Linked DNA regions of Sus scrofa: region 1 is linked to region 2. The links are chromatin contacts, called in public HiChIP or PLAC-seq maps. All regions are on one chromosome and are shown on one strand. Each heading gives the region's core, a stretch centred on a gene start, on an enhancer-like site or on the middle of the called end of the contact. The rest is flanking DNA. Distances are from core to core; before and after follow the strand shown.

Region 1 (3,824 bases), core at 204-2,703, 360 kb before region 2:
TTTACAGAACAGGCAAGAACTAATTCGTCTGAGGACTTTCTTTCCACCACCTGGGTAGCTAAGGCCATGCAAGTCAAAAGGGGCTAATTTTCCGGCCCTCAGATCTCGCGCCGCGGCTGCTGTCCTCCGCGGGCCCCAGAGCTGCAAAGGACGGCCAGACAGAGGGGCCTCGCGCCCGAGTCCTCCAGCGCGGGAGCGCGCGCCACCCGCTCCTCTAGTGCTGCGGCGGCACGAGAGGCGAGCGCGCGCGCTCCCGCGCGTCCTCCAGATCACCTTCAAGGAGGCGGGGAAGAAGTGCCTGGGCACGTCCACCCAGCGACAAGGCACCCTCCAATAAACGCTCGGAATTCGCCCGGTCGTCCCGCCCGCTAGCCGCCGCAGGCCCCCAATCCCCGCCGCGTTAACAGCCTTCGCCTCCAGCGTCCAGAATCTGGGGGCGGGGCCATTAGGAACTAAATTAAGAAACCGAGGCCTGGAGTGGTGAGAAGGTGGGGAGGTTAGGCGGGGACTCAGCCGACGGAACGCCCGCTCCCCCGCCCGCCCGGGCTCCCCAGGGACTGTCTCTCCAGGGCCCAGTTCTCCGTTCTCTGCGCTGGCCCTGCGGCGAGCGGCGGTAAACAAAGGCTCGCAGGACGGTGGGGGCGGGGGTAACGGTCAGGTGACAGCGCCGCACACATTTCGCAACTCTTTACGGGGCTGTTCTGGCCCGCTACGCTGGGACCCACCTTGACCCCGTCAGTCCTCCCCGTCAGGACCAAACGGTCGCCCCCACCAAATGGGAAAGCTTGACCTGATACCTTCGCATTCTCGGCACTTCCTTCGAGTAAAAAAGAGCAGTGGTCCGTTCGAAGCCCATCGGCAAGTTGCGGGACCCTTCTCCCCGCCCTCACTGCCAGCTACCTCAGTCCCTCCGGCGGCGGGGAGATCCGCACCAGCTGCCCCCAGCCCCGGCGACCAGGCCCCTCCCAATCCGCCCCCGGCGGGCACGCCAGCAACGCCGCGGTTCCGGGGCGGTAGTGCCAGGAGGCGGGGGTGCCCTTTCTTTCATAGTGTTGTTACGGAACCGGGGCTGAAGACCCCCCAAGAGAGCCTCGGAGTCGCCTCGCCCCAGACAGGAGCCCTGTAGCCCCAGCTGCAATCTCTCCTCAGTCCCCCCTCCTCTGGCTCCAGAGGCCGGCCGCCGCTGGCTTCCCTCCTGCAGACATCCCCGTGGTTGTGACCTCAGCCGCCCCTCCGCCCCCGGCTCTGGTCGTTTCCTCGCCTTTCGGCCGGTCCCGGAGCTGTCATCCCCGGGTACCTCAAGAAGAAGGCTGGAAGAGGCCAGCAGCAGTGGCCAGCAGAGGTGGCCCAAGCGGTCCCTTAGCGGCCCGCGGCGCAGCGCTCTCTCCTGCGCCGGCGTCTCCTCCAGCCACCAGTCTCCCCGCAGCTCACAACAAAGGAAACATGTGACCGTCGGGGCCAAAACACTAAGCGTCACGGACCCCTGGCCTATCCGAGTGGGCATTCCCCCGCCTCGGGGCACCCTGGGAGATGTAGTTCTCATTCCGGGGGTGGCCGCCGGGGCCACTTGGGGTTCCCGTTGTAGGGTGGGTGTCGGGTGCTGGGCGTGGGAAGATAACAGTCTAAGAGCCGGTGATTCGGAAACACTTTGTTTTAGGTAGAGATAGGTTAAGGAAATGCATCTGTGCGAGGAGCCCAGTGAGAAATGAGTCGTGTGTTTATTGCCACGTCCCAAGGCAAAAGCACGTAACCAAGAATTCTTAGAACCCTAGAATTTGGGATTAGGTTTAGAGACCTTTTTATTTGATCCTTTGGTATGCAGTCAGGAGATCTGAGGGCCTGAGAGGTGAGAAGGACAAGAACCCTGATAGCTAGACGAACCCACTTTTCTTTTTAAATCTGTCACTGTCACCTGTATCACCTCGGGTTATCTTTTTATTGTAAACGTACATGCAAACCAGATAACCTTGTCACAAATCCCTGTTTTCTGAAGCAGATTCCCCAAAGGACATTATTTTGTGCTTTTTTTTTTTTTTTTTTTTTTTTTTTTGTCTCCAGAAATATTTTTTTTAAGGCTGAGTACACCTCCATATTTTGAAACATTTAACTAGTTTTTCGTTTCTGATATCAGAATTATAACTTCTTCTTCTGTAGTTTAAGAATATAGTCATGTCTTTATTAAATAAGAGGATGTGTTCCAATGGCTAAAGGTGTATATAAGAAGGCTTGTGTCCAGGCTTTTTAAACATGCTTTTTAGCCCTCATTTCCATATGTTATTAAGAAATGAAAATGCCTACCATTTATTGAGCTTCTACTAAGCTCCAGACCCACTGCTAGGCTCTTCACATATATCCTTTAATCTTCATAATAACCCGGCAAGGCAGTTTTATTATCCCATTTTACAGATGAAGAAACTAAGCCACAGAGAGGATAAAAGAGCTGGCACTGATCATTCAGCAATTAAGTGGTGAAGCTGAGATAGACACATAGTTTTTTTATTTTAGGGCCGCAGCATATGGAGGTTCCCAGGCTAGGGGTCCAATTGAAGCCACAGCTGCCAGCCTACACCACAACCACAGCAAGGCAGGATCTGAGCCGTGTCTGCAACCTACACCATAGCTCGGGGCAACACCGGATTCTTAACCTGCTGAGTGAGGCCAGGATTGGATCCTGCAATCCCATGGTTCCTAGTTGGATTTGGTTCCGCTGCGCCACAACAGGAACTCTGACACATAGATTTAAAAAAAAATTATATTAATATAGGTACACAATTATCCTTCTAAAAAGTGTATTTACAAGGTTAAATATTACAAGTCTAGTAGTATGACAGTCGTCCATCTCCCACCCCTCCTCATTCTTAATTCTCCAGAAGCAGCCACTTTCAACTATTTGAGCTATTCTGGTATTTACATTTATCTTCCAGTATAATGTATGGCTATTTCCTATTAAGGAAGCTGTCGTCCCTGTCCACCATCCTTCCAATCATCCATTTTCTGGTTAAATAATTATTTAGTGTTTAGGTCAGTAAGACTATGTATTTATTATTCAACAATGAATTAAACAGGATACAACTTCCTTTCTTGTATGGCTTTTCATTTTTCCAGCACCCATGGATCCTCACTGGCGTCATAAAAGTCCCACCTCTCTGGCAGTGCATTTAAGGCTCTTCTTGATGTACTCTGGGGCTCGCTTCTGCAGCCTGAACACCAGTCACAGTGAACTTCCTACGGTTGCCTACAGGACTCTTGCTCTGTCTCCAGGACATTCGCATCTATATACTGCTCCCTATGCCTCTTATGTCCTCTCCTTCCCTTCACCCCATTCACTAGGCTAGCTCCTGCTCTTAGTTCTGAGGGTCTGTGGGTCTTCTCTCTGGGAAACCCTCCATTCCTCCCCATTGCCTTTTCGTGAGATGTCTCCCCTCTGTCTTCTCACAGCAATCCATCTTTACCTCCTTCCCAGCAGTTACCACACTAATTGCCCATGTTTATAGTTGATCCTTGAACAACACAGGGGTTAAGTGCTCTGATCCTCTGTGCAGCTGAAAATCTGTTTAGAGCTTATGGTCAGCCCCCCATATACGCGGTTCCTACATAACTCTGGTTCCACATCAGCAGATTCAATCAACCCTGATTCAACCAACCCTGGATGGTGTAGTACTGTAGTACTTACTACTGAAAAAAACCTGCATATAAGTAGACCTGTGCAATTCAAATCCTGGTTGTTTAAGGGTCAACTGTTTTTACATGCCTTTCCCAACTGACTACCCTCTGAAATCCCTGAGGTCAAGACTGATGCTTCATTTTTTGTCATAGTATACCTA
Region 2 (3,961 bases), core at 469-2,968:
GAAGACCAACAGTGGGAAAGAAAAATATAGGGTGCATAGTCAAGGGTTGGATGAAAAGGTGCTACTTTGGACCTACGTAATTGGTATCTGAGTAAGCAATGACTCTGTCACTTCAGGAAGCAAAATAGAATTCAACAGAGTCAAAGGAAAGAGTGGCAAATACTTACCCTCCTACAAAGAGGTCTAATTTCCCAGTTTCTCCGCCTGCCCACTTCCTTGTCTCTTTCTCCCTGACCAGTAACTCACCGAAAGCTTCCCCAGTCTGGCAGTTTCCTAGCTTCAACCTTCAGACTCGGCCTTTCAACCAAATTCACCCCTGCAGCCTAGGGGTGGCAGCAAGGTTAGGAGACCCTGGCCGGAAACCGAGGCCCGCAGGGCGCGGCTTTCGCCTCCCGGCTCCCGCGCTCCGGCTGGTTTTAGCAGCGCGGCGCAGCGGCAGCCTGGCGGGAGCTCCCTAGAGAAGGGGATCCCTCCCGGCCCTGGGAAAATTCACCCCCACCAGAGCTCCGGGTCTCCCAGCCTACCTGCTGCACCTGGGCTGCTTCTCGACCGGGAGCCACGGTCGCCGGGCGCCCGCCAACAGGCCGGAGCGAACAAAGGGGCTCCGGACAGGGAACGCGCCTCCTTCGCCGCCGCGCTCCCGGGCGGCGGGCAGCCTACCCTACGGCGGGTAGGGCTGCCTCCGCTTCCCGACGCCCGGCCGCGCGCGCCCCAGGCCGGGGCAGCAGCCAGCTCTGCTCCAGCGGCGGCTCCCCGGCCCCAGTGTGTATTCAGACCTGAAGTCCTCCAGCCACCGTGCGAATGCGCGTGCCTTCACCTCCTCACAATTCTTACCCCCTCGGCCCTAGAGACCTCGCCTGGCCCAGAGGAAGCAGAACAGACTCCGACTCTCCTTTCCCGTGGCCCGGGATTTGCTCCTGCGGGGAGACGCTGCGAGGCAGCCGGGCCAGGCAGGGGCGGGGCGGAGGCCGGGCGGCCCGGAGCCTTCACTGCGGACTGGGGGAGCCTGTCTGCCCGCACGGAGAACAAACCAGTTGAGATTTATTCCCGCTGAGCGGGCTAGAACTTCCCCCATTTAGCGATCCGGAAGAGAAGACCACATTTCCACTCACTAGGGACCTGGGCCCCTGCTAGGATGCGGTGGGCTGCAAAGCATTTTTTAAAATAGTGCAGTTGATCACATATATGAATTCCATATGAAACAACTGGTCTCCATACACTTTTCATTAGGAGATAGTATTTGTTAGACAACTGATCCATTTGTTCAGAACACGCATCAGTTTACTCTTCTAGGAAATGTAAGTTCTGAGTTGTACTTCGAGCACCTTATTTTCCTTTTAGGAGCAAGAATTCTAAGGGCAGGCTAGTCTTTAAAAGATCTCTTGTAACACCACTTATGCCTCAGGCTTCTGGGGGCCTCGGTAACAAAAGAAGGGAGCTAACATACAGCAAACTAGAGCTTCACGACGGCGGTTGGTTTTAAGAAATCAGTGGGGCGGTTGGGGAGAGACTCCCCCCTCCCCGCAATGAGTTCACTTTCAAGCCCAGCTCAATTTCAAACGGAGCTTAAAGCAGAACTCACCAAGACCAACATCAGCTCCTTAAACTCCCAAAACGGAGGTCGGCTCTCCTTCCGGCAGCGGAGCGAGTCATTGATTTCAGGAACAAAACTTGCCCGTTTTAAATCGTGAGCCGGGGCTGGACGGCCAGCGCTGCGCTCGCTTCCCCAGCGAGGAACTGGCTGGAACGGGCAGGTCTTGGCGGACCCAATCAGGGGTTCCGGGCGGAGGGCGGGGGCGCGGCTGGGCTGGTGTGCGGTGTGCAGCATTTCCTGCACCTTCTTGGCGTCACTGCAAAACCCAGACTGGCCTGTCCCTTCAACACCACCCCAGTGTGTTGGTGAAGGCAGTGAGCCCCACCCCAGTCTGTTGTCCGTGCATAGGAACTCCAGGAAATGCTTCTCCCCATCTCTTCAGTTAATTGAGATCATTTTACTCAGATCATCAGCTGTGAGCCAGGATCTGTATGTGTCCTCTTTGAGCCGTTTTTTCCCAATTCAAAATACTAATGCATGTAATTAGACCAAATCAGGAGAATATGAATTTCCACTAAAGGGAAGAGATTATAAATAAATCCTTTATGGGTCTGGTTTCTTGTTCCCCAAATATTGTTCTAGCGTCCTCCTGTAGAACAAACATTATCATTTAACAGAGGTGATATTTTGAACAGCTTTGTAATTGTATGTATTTGAGAACATGACAGAAAATAAAAGATTAACCCATATTTCAGTAAAATAAAAGTTTTGGATTTGTGACTGTGAAAGGAAGATGACAGGTAATGACTTAAAAGTAGATTACTGAGTCAATTTGAAAGTGTAAACATAACATTGTACTTGTTATTTCAAACCAGATTTTTAAGAAGTTTTAAAAGTAGTTTCTTTAAGCTCCTTAAAATATTTTCAATTATGCAGTTATTTCCTTTCATATATTACCTGTAGAGAGCATGGCTTGGTGCTGCCTTTATCAACTCAGAGACTGTAGTGCCAAATGGCATGTCCAATCACAGAAGTATTTATGTAATGTGATTTGTAAGGGAGTCACTGATAGTGACCTTTAAAAAGCTGATTCATTGTTAGTGCAGTGCAGATCACTCCCTTTATGCAAAATAAAATCCTGATGCTAAGCCCATAGACATAACCCCTAGGTATCATATGTGTATTCTGTATTTATGTACAAATGTTCATTATCATTATATTCGTGTCAGGTCGCTTGAAACTAGGCCCACATGGGTGCAGGTGTCAGCACATGTATATTCCACATGCTCGAACACATCGGACTGTACCCACCAAAAATACAAACTGACTCAAACATTGATAAATACATATAAAAATCATATAGTCACATCAGCTTATATGGAGATAGACAACACAGGCAAAGGATTAGAAGGAGGTCAGGATATTGGTGATAGGATGTGGGGCTTTTGGTGGGAGGTGGGGAGAGGGTGTGGATGGGAGATGGAGAGGAGCAGAGTGGCCCAGAATGCCTGTCCTGGTGCCTGCGTACTACATGGGAACAGCTCCTCTGCCCATCTGGGAGGATGCCTGTGGCAGGCTGGCTCCCTTTCCACCTCAGAGGGAGAGGAAGAGAATGATAGACTTGATGGTATAGAATGAAGTTCTCAGTTTCTTTTATTGGGAGGGAGTGTGTGAAAATTTTGAAATTAGTTAGAGATAAAATTAACTGATAGCAGTGATGCTAATTTGACCGTCACGAGGAAGGAGGACAGAATTGCCTTGCCCTCCGTGTCTATAGTAGCCGCTTGTGAACCAGTACAATTAGATTTATAAACAACTTTCAACCTCACTGTCAGGTAATCGTTTCACAGAGCGCTAGAGGACTATGGAGAGTTGCTGGAAAAGGAAAACTGTAGCATCAAGATGGTAAACTTTAGAGAATGGGGGAATTCAATTTGCATGTTAAGAGTTAGAAGGGGGACGATAAGACAGAGAAAGAGCAGAGGGAGAAGCAAATGTAGGAAAGAGGATCAGAGAGTTGGGCATGTATCATTAGTTGTAGGGAAAGAAGACTGAAACTTGAGTACAAGAGGACCCAGGAAATGGTTGGAGCCAAAGAAACCCAAAGAAGGGACAAGTGTTACTGAAATCCTGCAAGGAGAAGTAGGTTTGATAGCTGACTCCTTAATGCCTAACAGAGCTGAAGCATATCACTATAGTGCTAGGCTTGACTTGTTTGGCTTAATTTGCTCTTTCTGTAGAAGATAGATTTCCTCACAGATTCTGCACAGGCCCTGTCCCATGAATTCAGACACACCACAGGCTGTGTGTTCTGAATCCAATGAACATTTATGCAAAACCAGAGATGCTAGAGAGATAGAGAGGAATCTTGACCTAGCTTCCTGCTGGCCACAGGTTTGGGCAAGTGACCCAACTTCTCTGTGCCCT

What was found. HiChIP or PLAC-seq counts read pairs in DNA pulled down with a chosen protein or histone mark.
Region 1: a contact with region 2 is called in an H3K27ac HiChIP or PLAC-seq map of alveolar macrophages. The contact joins the promoter of KLHL24 here to the promoter of B3GNT5 in region 2. A contact is called at or near these places in 2 of 2 datasets of contacts at active chromatin or transcription factors (alveolar macrophages and skeletal muscle).

Annotation. Positions count from the first base shown.
Region 1 is chr13:121,562,477-121,566,300 of Sscrofa11.1, reverse strand. It overlaps KLHL24 (kelch-like protein 24), which reads right to left and starts at 1,453. Exons shown (of 9, transcript XM_003132561.5): 1 at 1,298-1,453.
Region 2 is chr13:121,204,458-121,208,418 of Sscrofa11.1, reverse strand. It overlaps B3GNT5 (UDP-GlcNAc:betaGal beta-1,3-N-acetylglucosaminyltransferase 5), which reads right to left and starts at 1,718. Exons shown (of 3, transcript NM_214327.1): 1 at 1,583-1,718. All of the region lies in intron 15 of MCF2L2 (probable guanine nucleotide exchange factor MCF2L2), which reads left to right.